Regions from separate parts of the Zea mays genome. Here region 2 is linked to region 1. The links are chromatin contacts, called in public Hi-C maps. All regions are on one chromosome and are shown on one strand. Each heading gives the region's core, a stretch centred on a gene start, on an enhancer-like site or on the middle of the called end of the contact. The rest is flanking DNA. Distances are from core to core; before and after follow the strand shown.

What was found. A called contact is a pair of places that touch in the nucleus more often than the background predicts.
Region 2: a contact with region 1 is called in a Hi-C map of endosperm, with 2.0 times the contacts expected there. The contact joins the promoter of LOC541815 here to the promoter of LOC100285558 in region 1. A contact is called at or near these places in 2 of 25 Hi-C or Micro-C datasets (endosperm and tassel).

What each region holds. Positions count from the first base shown.
Region 1 is chr9:151,020,874-151,028,399 of Zm-B73-REFERENCE-NAM-5.0, reverse strand. LOC100285558 reads left to right here and starts at 4,860. Exons shown (of 8, transcript NM_001372303.1): 1 at 4,860-5,246; 2 at 6,929-7,040; 3 at 7,119-7,293. The coding sequence starts at 4,980.
Region 2 is chr9:151,551,289-151,558,814 of Zm-B73-REFERENCE-NAM-5.0, reverse strand. LOC541815 (non-symbiotic hemoglobin) reads right to left here and starts at 3,713. Exons shown (of 4, transcript NM_001111496.2): 1 at 3,420-3,713; 2 at 3,154-3,268; 3 at 2,904-3,020; 4 at 2,464-2,789. The coding sequence starts at 3,544. The coding sequence ends at 2,649. It overlaps LOC100383877 (Electron transporter), which reads right to left. Exons shown (of 11, transcript NM_001346589.1): 6 at 7,017-7,447; 7 at 6,834-6,933; 8 at 6,690-6,746; 9 at 6,521-6,607; 10 at 6,281-6,415; 11 at 5,651-6,132. The coding sequence ends at 5,740.

The DNA.
Region 1 (7,526 bases), core at 3,611-6,110:
TGTCAATAGGATTTTATGATCTATATTTCAGTTCATGGATCCGCTTCCATCTATTTGTCTGTTTCTGATATTTCTATTCATTTACGCTAAAATTTATACTCATTTACGCTGTTTTGGTTCACGATTTACACTTAAATCCGCTCGAGCCAGAACCCGCGCACGATTTGTACGCCGTAATTTGTCCCCATTTGCCGTTACGAAATCAATCGATGATTTACGCTAAAATTTATACTCATTTACGCTGTTTTGGTTCACGTTTTATGCCGAAATCCACCCGAGACAGCGCCTGTGGCGATTTCTATGCCGTAATTCGAGACCCATTTGTCGTTACGAAACAGATCGATGATTTACGCTAAAATTTGTACTCATTTACGCTGTTTTGGTTCACGTTTTACGCTAAAATCCACCCGAGCCAGAACCCGCGCACGATCAGGTGCACACGATTTTTACGCCGTAATTTTAGGCTACGTTTGCTGTTACAAAACAGATATAGGAATTACGCTAAATTTCGTACTCATTTACGCTGTTTTAGCTCACGTTTTACGCTGGAATCCGCCCGAGCCAGAATCCGCGCACGATCGGTTGCATGCGATTTTTACGCCGTAATTTTATGCCTCGTTTGCTGTTACAAAACAGATATAAGATTTACGCTAAATTTCGTACTCATTTACGCTGTTTTAGGTCACGTTTTACGCTGCAATCCGCTCGAGCCAGAACCAGATCGAGCGCGCGTAGATATACCTGACTGGGGCTTCCCATACTAATGGAAGCCCAGGGCTCCCATTACCATCACCCTATATATATATATATATATATATATATATATATATATATATATATATATATATATATATATATATATATATATATATATATATATATATATATATATATATATATATATATATATATATATATATGTCCACACATCAACTCTGTTTACTTGGCCTTCCCCCAACTGGTATCAGGTAGTGGTTGATCACTTGATCTGTGCAACAAAGACAGCAATTACTCAGTTAGGGCAGGGATTGCAATTTTTTTTAAAAAAAAAAATTTAACGGGGGCACGTTGTCCACCTTTCATTGATATTGTGCCACAGCACAGCAACATCCGAGCCGGGTGCCCCCCTGTCGCAAACACAAACAGGGATTGCAACTCACAATACCAGGCCATGCAGATGTGCAGCGGATGCATTGCATCCAGCGGCATAGAATAGTTCCTTACTGTTATATGTACCTCTCGACGCTTTAATTGTAAAAAAGAAATGCTTTAAGTAGATCCAATGTCAGGTCCACTTTGCTCCTTTCTTTTGCAGGAGAAGTTTGTTCCCTGTCCGTCTCAAAGTAATCCCACAGCCATAAATCCGAAAAGGATTTGAGGGGTTAGAATCTCTTTCTTATTTAATTTTAAATAATAAGAATATTATAGCCTCTTCCATCCTTCCGATTTTCTGGCGGACAAACTAGTAATTTTTTTATAGAATTTACCGGGTCGACATCGACGGGAGAGCGTTGGAGTAGGGTGCACTCTGTGTTGTGAACAGACACCGCCGCTTTTGGCACTAGAGTTGTGAGTTTGGAGTTGTATATATTCTCTCTCCTTTTACATATTTCTGTCTGCCCGCTAGCTCGCTATGGCGACGTACAGTACTGTTAGCTGGTGGGTTCCCGAGGTTGCAGGCTTGCAGCTGCTCACGACCTCTTCCTGAATTTTTTACAGCGGAAGAAAAAAAAAACGAACCGTCTCCTCGTACCGTCTAATTAATAACACTCTGCTGGTGCCAAAGCTGCATGTGGCAGGCAGAGAGCGAGAGATCAACGTCAAACGTACGTGGAGAGTGGAGTATAGAGATGGCTAAACGGGCCGTCCGGCCCGGTCCGGTGGGCCCGACCCACCAGACACGGTTAGAAAATCAGGCTTCACCGTCTAACCACGTGGGCTCAATTTTCTATCCGAGCCCAGCCTGCAGCGGGCCCGGCCTGTTTAGCACGAAAAAAGCGGGCTATGCGTGCCGGTAAGCACGTTTTAGTGTAAAAAAAAACAGATGTAACGGACTTAGAGTTAAACGGGTCGTGCCGGGCTAGCTCACCGTGTCTAGTTTTCTGTCCGAGCCCGGCCCGCTTATTCGTGCCAGGCCAGCCCAGACCCGCATAAAACCGGACCATACCGAACTCGGACAGGATCCAAATAGCGTGCTTCGTGCCGGGCTCACGGTCCTCGCGCTTATTGGCCTGGAGTACTTGTTCGCTCGTCCGGTTCGCTTTTTTCCACGTGATGTCCACCGAACAAGAGGGGCAAAAGACGTGGAAAGCGCGGTACAACTGTGCAGCTGCCCCACTATCAACTACTGTCTACCGGCTACTGCTATGAGCGGACGTTCACAAATATATTTGACAAATATATAACGATCACCCGTCTTATTCAAAATATTTATTCGACAATATAAAATTTTAAGTACAACACAAAGTACCTTAAATGATAAAACAAATCACAAACAAAATGATAACTCATTATTTTTTAATAGAACTAGTGATTAAAGTTTTCTAAAAAAATCAATGGTGTCATATATTTATGATAGTAGTAATTTCAAAGTATTACCGTTGTATATATTGCTCGTGGGAAAACCAATATCCCTTTCCCTTCTATATTGTGCACCATGTCGGTCACAGAAGCATGGACGACGGCATCGTTCGCCGTGACGACCTCATCGCAGAGGTGTGGAGACGGGCGAGGAGGAGGCGATGGCCAATGATGATGAGATATGAGAGTGACCGCCTGACTGGCAGGGTGCGATGGTTTTCGTGGTCAGCTTTGTCGTGAATTCGGTCAGGAAGCTATCGGATTGAGACCTGCGGTTATCTAATGTAGGTGGGGGCGTGGGCAGGTTAAGTTCGCTGTGGTTTAAAATTAGCTATTCGACTGCTATAACTACACTTTATAGACACAAAAATACAGTAGAAAAGTAGAAATTGTTTCGAAATAAAATAAGCCACAACGAACAGACATATGTTGTTTGAGGATACCGTCATGTCATGCGTTCGTGTAAAGTCTAGGATCAAAGACGTGTGTGAGATAAAACGAGGAAAGCTTGTACTCATACGCATGGGCGCAACTAGATTGTACCTAGCGGATGCAAATGCACCCCCTCAAAAATGCAAACTCTATGGATACAGCTAAAGTTTCACCATATATACACCTTAGAAAAAATTAGTATGCATCCACTAGACTAATTGCACTTTCCTTAATTTTATTCTAGCTTCGCCACTTATCGTAAGGTTGTATTTTACTTGACATTTTTTTCTCGCTTAATCTACGAAAGATGATATAAAGAGCACGTGTGCGAAAAAAGTATAAACAAAGGAAATATAAGCATGTATATACAATCGAGCTCGTGCGCGTGGTGTCAAATTGTCCACGTCGGCGCCGCTGTTCGTGCGTCTTGAGATGGTGCATCCGGCGAGAGCGTCGGACAGAGCCGTTGCTCGGACACAGACAGACAAGCTTCATGGCTTGGTGGTCCATACCCGGTTAGTCGTTGCCGCTGCGGGACCCTGTGAGCGCGTAGTTCCACGGTGGTGGGCGGTGCTGGTCGGCCTTCGCCGAGCTGATGCAGCCGCGGCGGACAGAGCCGACGACAGCGCGCTGCTCGATCGTCGCCGGGCCGTTCCTGTGGACGATGCTGGTGGAGACAAACACCGACGTCATCACGACAATCCTTCGCATGCATGTTGGCCTTGGCCTGACGTACGAGGAGGACTGCGCGTGACGTACGTGCAAAAAGAGAAATAGAAGCGGAATATGACTTTTAGTTGATAAATAGTAACTAAAGAAAGAAATATGCAAGACTGGAATGGTTCAGGAACAGTTATTGTTTCGATGCAAAACAGTTTATTAGTTTTTTATAAAAAAAGTAAACAAAACCTCCGTCAAAACATGTGAACAATAATTCGTGACCCCAAGTAAGTACAGGCATACATCTAGTAAAAAAACTAATATATCAATCCAAATTGCATTCCCGCATTTAGATATAAATTTAACTAACTGTTACTCAATTTTTACAGATCTCGACTATTACTCTTAACAAATATGACAATTGTGTTCTAACAAAAAAAAACGAAAATCGTTTTTGGACGGATCGAGTGAGTGCGTCGATGATGCGGCTGCAGTGCACGTGATGGCGCGGCCCCACCACGCGGCCGCTTCTTTTCTACTCGTGTGACGAAATGTTGACCAGTGATCGTCGCTGGCGGTGCAGGTAGGGGATATACAATAGAAGGGACAGGATAGACTTTTGGATCTTTAATAGACGAAACGTACGTATGGTTGGTTGTACTGTCACGTACACAACTGGGGCTCCGAATTTTTAATTTCCAAATATCACTTCACTCCAGATCTCTGGACCCATCCAGCATTGTATAGAAGAAATGTGGCAACCGGACAGTATTCTTTATTATTATATAGAAATGCGGTACGAAGTCCGACTTTAAGACGTGTCAACCATTGGTGTAGAGTTCGATTGCAAAGTGTACTACAACATATTACAAATTATTAGAAAAAAATCTCTGAGTCTCAAATTATTTATGTGACGGTCCAATAAAGCGTACTTCCCGTGCAGCATACGGCCACGTTGCTCGTAAGCAGAAAATGAAGCCTGCATACAAATTTGTAGGAATTCAGAAAAATCCAGCTAAGCCAAGCCCGCCGGCCAGCGATGCAGACTTGGCGGCGAGCGGAGCGGCCTCAACCTCCTCCTCTCCAGCTCTCCTCCCATATAAAACGCGGAAGAATCTCGAAGAGACGCCTCGTCCCATCGTTCCTCTCTCTCTGCCCCGCCTACGCCTCGCCCCAGACGCATCAAACCGCTCTCCTCTCCCTCCCTGCCCCCCTCGCAACCCTGAAGAAGCCCCCACACGCAAGGCCGCAAACGCGCCGCGCACCGCAAGGTCCCAGGGAGCGACACGAGGCGGCCTCATTGCAGCATGGCTGCTATGGCCGCCGCTGGCGGCGTCGGGCTCCACCTCATTGGCGCTGCCACGGCCACGCTCATCGTGGCGGTCCTTGTTGCGGCCGTGCTGGGGCGCCGCCGCCGGGCCCGGGCCCGGGCCCAGGCGCCTCCGGTGGAAGGGAAACCCGCGCCGGAGGCAGGCTGCGCGGTCGGTGACGGCGCGGGTCCCGACGTCGGGACGGACGTCATCATCGTCGGCGCCGGAGTGGCTGGATCTGCGCTGGCGTACACGCTCGGAAAGGTGGTTTCCCTTGTCTCATCTTTTTTGGCATGGTTCCACTAGATGACTAAAAGTTGAGAGTTTTTATATTGAAAAAAAATCGGCAGTATCGTATTTTAAATTGCGTACTGCTAGCTGGGCGTGAAGAACTTTTTTTTTTGGCATGAATTGCTTGCAGACCCAAGAACAACTTAGGTCCTGTTTTTGCATGCTTTTACTTAGTTATTATTTTATTATTAAAGACATCCAATTTTCTTTCTGACGGTTCTGATCACGGTTGTTCATATGTCTCAGAGGTAGATTCAGAAACAGAAGATATTGTGGTTTTGTTGCAACTACGTTGGTGAATTTTGCATGTTTGCTGTGTCTGTGGAAAGTGAGGTTTCTGTCGGTGTCACTGTTCCTTTTTTGGACATGGAGTTTGTGTGGCTTATGGCAGTTAGGCGCTGCCAAATTTTGTTGTCGTCCAACTGATAATGGAGAATTTTCCCTTCTCCAATTAAGGGTCTGTTTGGAAGTACCCAGTTTATAAGAAACTTATTCATAAAAACTGATGTAGTTCCAAACATTAATTTATATCCTAGTTTGTAGAAACTGGATTCTTAGTTTCTTTAAAAACAAGAAGCTAGCCTTCCCTAGCTAAAACCAGTTTATGAAAATTGAGGTGGTTCCAAACACCATAAACCAGTATTTTTCCTTCATAAAACAGTTTCTAAAAAACTAAGATAAAAATTGGATTCTAAAAAACTAGGTTGCTTCCAAACAGGGCCTAAATCATTTTGCAATACCTGAACACCCTGTAATGAACTAGTCAATTCTTAGCCACAGCCTTTTTGGATGGAGAATGAAAGACAGAGGGGCGAGGAGGGATAAAGCAACAGCCAAGGAAGATTATACGTTTAAGCCTCAAACATCAGTTCTCTTGATCGCGGACACTAAGAACAATTCTGTATAGTAAAATGACTAGGCATGCTTAATATTTTTCAAAGTGCTATGTTGAAATTGTAAGTTTACCTTGAAGAAAATGTTGCTGGAGGACCTTACTAATTTTTTTATGAACGTACATGGCAGTTGATTCAACACTGTACTGATGTGCCCTTTCTCAACATTAATGAATTGACAAACTAGTTTAGGTCAAAGAAAAGAGAATTCTCCAATCAATTCTGCTGACCAAATTAACTGCACATGACTCCAAGCTACTCTGAGAGCGATGTAACATCAAAACGAAAATGTGGCCTTGTCCTGTTACTTGAATTGACTATTTTCCATTTGTTTGCAGATAATATTCACATCAGAAATGGTTATATGTATGATACAAAGCAACCAATAAATATCCTTACCCATATGAAATATTCCTTCCATGGGATTTTTTTATACACTAATCCTTTTGTCAAGTTATGACTTATGAGCAAGAAAGCCCTGGACAGAAATTGTTTTAGCTGGCTACATATGTTTGAGACCATGTTAAACAACCTTTTATCTTGTATACCCAGCTGTCTATAGGAGAGTATACTAGTACTATCCAAACTTCAATAGTAATCCAATTAGGCTTGAAGGCATGCTAAATGATTTATTTTTTTCCAATGCATATTTGCATTTATTGGAGTAAGAACCGAGTTAGTTTCATGTGGATTCTCTCTATTGTATTATATTGTTTCATCTCCTCTATTTATTTTAATCTACTTTGTTTGTTGGGAATGTAGGATGGCCGCCGGGTGCATGTCATCGAGAGGGATCTGACAGAACCTGACAGAATTGTGGGCGAGCTGTTGCAACCTGGAGGTTACTTGAAATTAATTGAGTTAGGCCTCCAAGGTAAATCCCAATTTTAGTTATATTATTCTATTTTCGTGCCATTTCTAAAGTTATTATACCAGTTTTCGTTCAATTCAGATTGTGTGGAAGAAATTGATGCCCAACGTGTGCTTGGTTACGCATTATTCAAAGATGGAAGAAACACAAAGCTTGCTTATCCCTTAGAGAAGTTCCATTCTGATGTTGCTGGTAGGAGCTTTCACAATGGGAGGTTTATACAGAGGATGCGTCAGAAAGCTGCGTCTTTGCCCAAGTAATATCAGTAATTATTATGGATTTTTCTTACTTTGCTATATTCTTGCTTATTTTTTTGTACTGTACTCTTGTGTTTGATTGTTTCGTTCTTTTGCTAAGGTTAACTGTAAGAATGGTATTGTAAGTTACTTTACTGCATTGACACCTATAATTTGTTAAAAGTTCTTGATTAGTGCTCTTTGTTTAGTGTGTTATAGTTCTCATGTTTTTTCCCCTTTTCAATTCTCGATT
Region 2 (7,526 bases), core at 2,464-4,963, 530 kb before region 1:
CCTACACAAGGGTGTTGCTCCCCCTTGAGCCATGCAATAACCAAGTGCTCTCTATGAGATAGTTATTTACCTCTCTAGCATGATTAATTGCTCATAACCGTATACGTATTTGATTTGGGTCACCCATAAGCTCTACTGGTGATCACCGAACTCCTAACTGTCACCAAACTGACTAGGTGATGTTGATCACTAAGAATAACAAACAAGAATTCTCACTTGACCTTTCCAAGGCTAATGAGAATGGTTAATGCACACAATTTACTCTCAATGCATTAGTGAGGCTGCTAACCACATGATTATCAACTCTCAAGTTCCTCACTAAGTGAAGGCTCTTCCTCCCACTCCAATGAGTCTATTTAGTGGACAAGAGGACTAAAATAGATGAGTTGGGGCATATTTACTAGAATAGATGAGTTGGGACATATTGATGAATTAGGGTGTAGTAATTGAAAGGGAAATATGGTCAAACATTTTTCCATAATTAATTTTGGTGGTTGATTGCCCAACACAAATAATGGACTAACTAGTTTGCTATAGAAATCATGTTCTACAGGTGCATAAAGGTTCAACATAAACCAATAAATGATTAAAGTTAGGGTTCAAATTCAAAGGAGCAAAGAAACCGAGTGTAGGTCTAGCGCACCGGACTGTCTAGTGCACCACCGGACAGTGTCCGGTGCACCAGGACCGTACAGTCTCAAACTCGCCACTCTCGGGTTTCTCCAGGCGCGCTCCGCTATAATTCACTGGACTATCCGGTGTGGCAGCGGAGCAACGGCTATCCAGCGCAACGGTCTACTGCAACGGACTCCTGCAATGCTACAGTGTGCGAACTGTGCGTGCAGAAGTCAGAGCAGTCGTCAGAGGCGCACCGAACAGTGAATAGTGCCCATCCGGTGTGGCACCAGACTGTCTGGTGCCACTAGAGGACAAAGCCTCCAACGGTCAGAAGCTCCTGAACCCTAACAGTTGGGTGACGTGGCTGGCGCACCGAACTATTCGGTGCGCCCATCGACATCAGCCTGCCCCAACGACTATGTGGTGGTTGAGGGCTATAAATACCCCCAACCACCATCACTCCAAGCATCCAAGTTTCCAGCACTTCACATTCAATACAAGAGCTAGTGCATTTACTCCTAGACACAATTCAATAGAATCAAAGCCTCTCCAAGTCCCAAATCCATTCCAATCAGTTACTGACTTAAGAGAGAGTTTTGTTTGTGTTCTTTACGCTCTTGTTTCTTGGAACACTTTCTTCCTTCTTCATTCTTATTCCCAAGTGTTTTGTAAGCAAGGCAAGAGACACCAATTGTGCGGTGGTCCTTGCGGGGTCTAAGTGACCCGTGAGAATTAAGGAGAAAGCTCACTCAGTCTAAGTGACCGTTTGAGAGAGGGAAATGGTTGAAAGAGACCCGGTCTTTCTGACCACCTCAACGGGGACTAGGTTCTTTAGAACCGAACCTCGGTAAAACAAATCACCTTGTCATCCGCATGATTTGCTCTTGATTTGTTTTCCCCTCTCTCCCGGACTTGTTTTTAAGTTTTAACGCTAACCCTGGCTTGTAGCTTGTGTTTTAAGTTATAAATTTCAGATTCCGCCTATTCACCCCCTCTACGCGACTTTCAGTAATAAGAGGATGTTGAGATTGTGATAAAGAGTTTGTTGTATATTTTTTAGAAGAAAATTGAAGACCTCAAAGTGAAGGGAGTCCTTTAGGCCTTGTCGTTTTGTTATAAGGTGGCTTAACTGAATAGCTTTGATTTTTGTTTTGGGCTTCAAATAGCTTTGGTTCCTGCCTTGACCCTTGAGCTTCAAATAGCTTTGTGTTCTGTTGTTGTGCTTTTTCACGATTTTACAGTTGTCACATGTTACCCTTTCCTTTTCCGCTTTATGTAAACATAAGGTAAAATTGTAGATAAGTATTAGTTCATATCTTAGTTGTCAACTTCTTATTCGCACCCACTTATCCAACAAAACACATGTTTTTTGTGTTTTATTAAAACAATGTCTACCTATATATGATATATAGAAATCATAGCAATACACGTGCAGCTGACTATATACCATAAAAGTCAGGTTTACCTCTGCCCAGAAAAATTTTTCCCCCTTTTGCAACCGCTGGTAGGATACCTGTTCTCTCGGTTGGGCTGTACGTGGGCCTTCCTATGTGAGGTCCACCTATGCGTGCGAATAGCAAGCGTACTCTTTAGTTTAGGATTGTCGGCCCAACTAGCTACAGATATATTGGTCACTAGTTATTGCTCAGTCATTGCTCACCGAAGGATATCGAAATACTATAGGATATATATTTACATAATTACTTCCAACTTTTGAGAATATCGCTACATAACCTTTCATTATTTTGTTTTCCCTTTCATAAAAGCTCGAAAAGTGGGAATAATTTTAACGAAGCATTTGTTCTAGTAACGAAATAGAATCTTTTTGAATTCGATGTAACAGGCTGAAGAACGCTACATCTTTATTCAGTAGCTATATAATCACAAGAAGCAAAGGCAGCACACAGGCTCTCGATCACAAGATAACAATACACGCTCCCTCCAGAGAGAAATTGCTAAAGCGCAAGACCACACGGGACATCTGTGACGGCGCTGCGTCATGGGTTAAACACTGGTCGCAATCGCCACTACTAGGCATCGGGCTTCATCTCCCGCTTGATGGCCGCCACCAGCTGGCTGTAGGCCTCGGCCCAGGCTTTCTTCATCTCGAGGCTCCACATGTCAGCGGGGAGCGCCTCCTTGATCGTCTCAAGCAGCGCGAACCCCGTCACCTGTATGTATTCAAGCGCGTGTTTCAATCTCAATGCTTTCGTTCTTGCTGCCTTTCCAAGCCAGAGTCAGGAATAGAGGTGAATTGACATGTTGGGCGGGCGGTTTTGACTTGCCTCGAAGTGTCCATCTGCGACGCCGTACCTCAAGTGCGTGGCGCCCAGCCTCTTGAGCGTGGTCTCCCTCACGGTGACCTTCCCGGCCTTGCGAAGCTGCGCCGCCGCCTCGCAGGTCTGCAGCAGCATTGACAATGACAGCGAGAGACACACAGTCCTGTCAGTCAGTCCTTTTTGCCGCTCGATCATCACATCTCGATCGATCGATCGATGCTAGCTAGCGTGGGAGCTAGCATGAGAACGTACGTACCATGACGAAGACGGACATGGCGTGCGTCTTGAGCTTGGGGTTCTTCTCCAGCGGCACGTCGGAGTCGCGCAGGAACGAGAACATCTGCTTCGCCGACGGCGCGATCTCGAAGACCCTGCGGCAGGAGCGGACGGCGGGCGGCGCCCCCGTTAGACAAGGAGCAGCTAGCTAGGTGCGAATTGCGATGGCCGCCGGTGCAACCCAAACGCAGGCACCAGCACCAGCACCAGCACCAGCACCAGCCAGCGGCACGGAAACGTACGTACTTGAGAAAGAAGCGGAGGCCCAGGTTGGCGGCGTCCTTCTTCATGACGGCCCACGACTTGAGCACCAGCGCCTCCTGCTCCTCGCCGAAGACCACCGCGCCGTCGTCGGCCTCCGCGAGTGCCATGCCTGCTGTCTGCTGATCGGGCTTGTCGTGCTGGCTACTCTGCTGAGGAGCTGTGTCGGTTCCCCGAGCACTGGACACTGGTGGGATTGGGATTGGGATTGGAAATGGATGGATGGATGGATGCACGCACGTTCCGCTGCTCTTTTTTACAGTGGGAGGTTGGGTGTGATACGAACTGATGATGTTGGGGCACAAGTTTTAAGTTTATATAGGTGGGTCAGACCGGGCGAGGGCGTCCCTTGGGGCACCTGATGAGCCAAGACGCATGGACCCGTTACCAGCGCGCGGGCTGTGGACATGTTGCGTTGCTCCTCGGTTACTACCGATACGCATATACTCCTTCCTAGCTCGGAATCGGCCAATGGGGCTAGGGTGCAACTGTCCTGTCCACGGCCAAAACCGTGTGCCGCGGCGACAAAGCGAGGGCGGGTTAGGGACTTGGGGAGCTGGGGAGCGCAGCAGCGGGGGCAAATTTATTGTAGGTCTGGGTTCTGGTTAGTCGTTCGAATTAAATAATTTATATATAAAATTTAGACAATATGTGATAAATTAAGCAGCGAACTAAACATGTTTTTAGAGTTTTGTTGCTGATAAATGCTATAATTTTTTTTAAAAAAAATACACAATTAAAGTTTAAGGAATTTTTTTAGTACGTAGCAAATCTGATCCTACGGACCTAACAATATTCTCGGCTACCACTGGAGCGCAGACGGCAACCGCAGAGGCAGCAGCGCTCTCGCACCAGCGTCAGTCAATAACGTGGGCGGCTCGCGCGGAAAGCAAAAACAGCGGCCGGTTTTAGCGAGGAAATCAAAGTCAAAACGCTCGCTCGTCGTCCCCTTTCTTCTCCGCCAAGAAGCAGGAGTCGACGGGTCGTGCTCGTTTCCGAACATCGACGGGACGTTCCGACAACGCCTGGCAAAGTGTCCGGGCCTTTTTTTTCCTGCTCCTGGGCCAGTTTCCAGCTGGTCAGGTCTGGACGGTATCTTGTACAGCGGAAACGTGGAAACCAGGCCCTGGAATTTAATGGAACGTGGAAACGTTCCTGATTCCTCCAACGGAAACGAGTTGCAGCTTGTTCGCTGCGGCTTGCTGCGGCTGCAATCCGGCTGCGGCTTCTACAGTATTTTTCTCTCTATGGATTGCAGCTGCAGCAGTCCAAACAGCTGCAACAGTGTCGGCTTGTAGCCAGTCGAACACGCCCCTGGTTTGTGCGAACTGCTATGTAAGGTAGTATTTAGTTGAGGAGTCAAGTAGAACGGAGTCGTTCCATTCCTGATTCTATGAAACGGAGCCACTCTGTTCTGTGTTTGGTAATCTGGAACGGAGCGACTCTGTTTTTTGTTTGGTTGCAGAGTGAACGGAACGGAGCGTGACTGTGAGAGCGAGATGGGAACGGAGCGGCTCCGTCCGGTTGATTTTTTGGAGCGGAATGGTTCCGGATCTGAGGAAAATATTCCCTAATTGGAGTCATTCTGTTCTAGTTACTTTGTAACCAAACAGCAACAAAACTGAAACAGAACGGTTCCATTCTACTTGACTCTTCAACCAAACACTACCTAAGATACTTGGTTGGAACCCTAGACCTAGAGCTAGCTAGATTAAGCCAGCTAATAAATTAATTGTTAGTTATAAAATAGCTAACAATTAGCTACGGTATTAACTGATGATGTTTGGAACCTAACAACTATTGTTTAATAGCTAACTATTAATTTTAGAGCTAACTATTAATTTTAGAGGTTCTCTAAAGCTTCTTTCGGATTTATTGCGTTCCAAGTGGCAAGTAAGGCATGTTTACGGGCAAGAGGAATAGAAAGGATTAGAGAGATTAAAATCCTCTCTTTATTTAAAATTAAATATCAAAATGATTTTAGCCTTTTTAATTCTCTTCATTCCTCTAGCTCCTAAACAGCTCCTAAACAAGTCCTAAGGTAAGAATTCATGTGGCACTATTCACACTTGAAGGCTAATTTGGATACACTTATTTTTCATGGGATTGAGGGCAAGTTAGGATACACTCATATTCATTTCAATCCCATCCAATCAGAATGATCCAAACTAGCTACAGCAGAGCGCACACTATTCAGATCATCTTCCTGTCCATCTCCCTCTGTACATACAGACCCTGATACCCCCGCACCGCACCTCGGGCTCGGCTCGGCACGGCCACGGACCCACGGCGATCTGCTGACGGATCACCGATCAGCACGCAGCGGCGCACCGATCGGGGGGCCGCATTTCTTAAGTTGCTGCCGCCCGCACGCGGGCGACCCGCCGACCAGCTCCTTGGCCAGCAGGTACCGGAACGCCAGGTTGTGGGGCTTCCACTCCACGCCGCCGCGCGCCCGCCCGGCCGGCGGGCTCCGGCGCACGGCGTCCCGGAGGCCGTCGGGCAGGTGGCACGCGACCGCGGCCACCACCTCCTGCGCACCCAGCCCGGCGTCCCTCGCGTACAGCTCCAGGGCCCTGGGGAGGATGATCTTGCGCTGCCCCCGCCCGCGCACGCCGACGGCGACGTTGGCGCGGATGTGCTCCTCCTTCGCCGCCTCCAGCTGCTGGAACAGGCTCTTGGGGCTGTAGAGCCGCACCTGGAAGGGTACAGTTGGATTGAAGGAGATGAATGCATCGGAGTTTTCGTGCCGTACGTGATGTATGTGCGCGTCTCGTTGGAATTTGGTGGGTACCGGCCGTACTACTGGGTGTGCGTTTGATGAAGCCTGCCTACGTGCTACCTACCACTGGATCCGAGTAGCTACCGGAGGACAGTGCGAAGTGCACCAGAGGCTCGGGCCGATCCACGGCGAAGCCTTGCAGCTCCTCGTCCCTGTCCCTGCCGGACTTCCATTTCGGGTGGAGCAGCAGCCGAAGCCACTGTATGGTTCATTCAGAAGAAATCACAGCATGAATCGACTGACCGGGTGTTAGGATAAACATCATACAGGAGGGAGAGGGAGGCAGAAGGCGGAAGGAACAGACCTGTCCAGAAGAGTGTGCTCGGCAGCACAGGATCTGGTACTCTATCAGCTCCGCGTTTACTCTCTGGCCACTAACGATGTAGGATACCTGCGGCCCCAAAACATGTCGTCAGACTCAATAAGCTCAAGCCAGCTTGAGATTTATATATAATTCGACGAGGTCTTTCCACCTTGGTAAGCAGTATCCTTTTGCTGTTGCTCTGTGGGATCCCGTACTCTATATGGGCCTGAAAAAAAGAAGAGGAAGAAGAAATGTTCAGAGCGAACTCCATCTCGGCCTCAATGTTCACCTCAGGGCAAGAAAACAGTTTTACATGCATCATCATCGCGTTATGCACGTTGATCCAGAAAGCAAGCTTCTCCTCGTTTTTCATTCCACCGAGGTCGACACTTTCTAGAAGCTGTACAAGTGACCTACAGAGTGGAACCTGCAGCTAGTCAGCAAATACTTGTACTCACTGACCCCTGAGAAAAAAAATGATATGGCAAATACTCACATATACTTGCGCAGCATGTCCTTAACGTCAGCGGACCTCTGATCGCCCTTGCAAAGAGCAGACACCTCTATCACAGAATCGTACTGCAGCCCCGAGTCCCTTGCTTCACCACCGCCTAGGCCTAGCTCGTTGTCCTGCACCTGCCACGCCTCAGTGAAGCTCTCTCTCCTGCACCTGGGGCTCCAACTCCATACATCTGCAGTGTATTTGGAAGACAGTCCGCTTGCTGAAGAGAAGGACGAGCACGGTGAGGGGAAGAAGGCATGCTGCGCGGCGGCGGAAGGGACGTCTCTCAGCCTTATGTATATGGCCGCGATGCATCTGATCATGTCCTCGGATATCTTGTTGGGCGTTTGAGGAACATGGTCCGCAACCCTGGTCCCCAAGATGTCCGCCAAGCTCACAACTCCAGGCTCCATGCACTTCCCTTCCTGCTCATATCGGCCCAGATTATGTTAGGATGGATTTCAGCACGTCAAATTTGCTACTACCATACAACATGTACTGCCT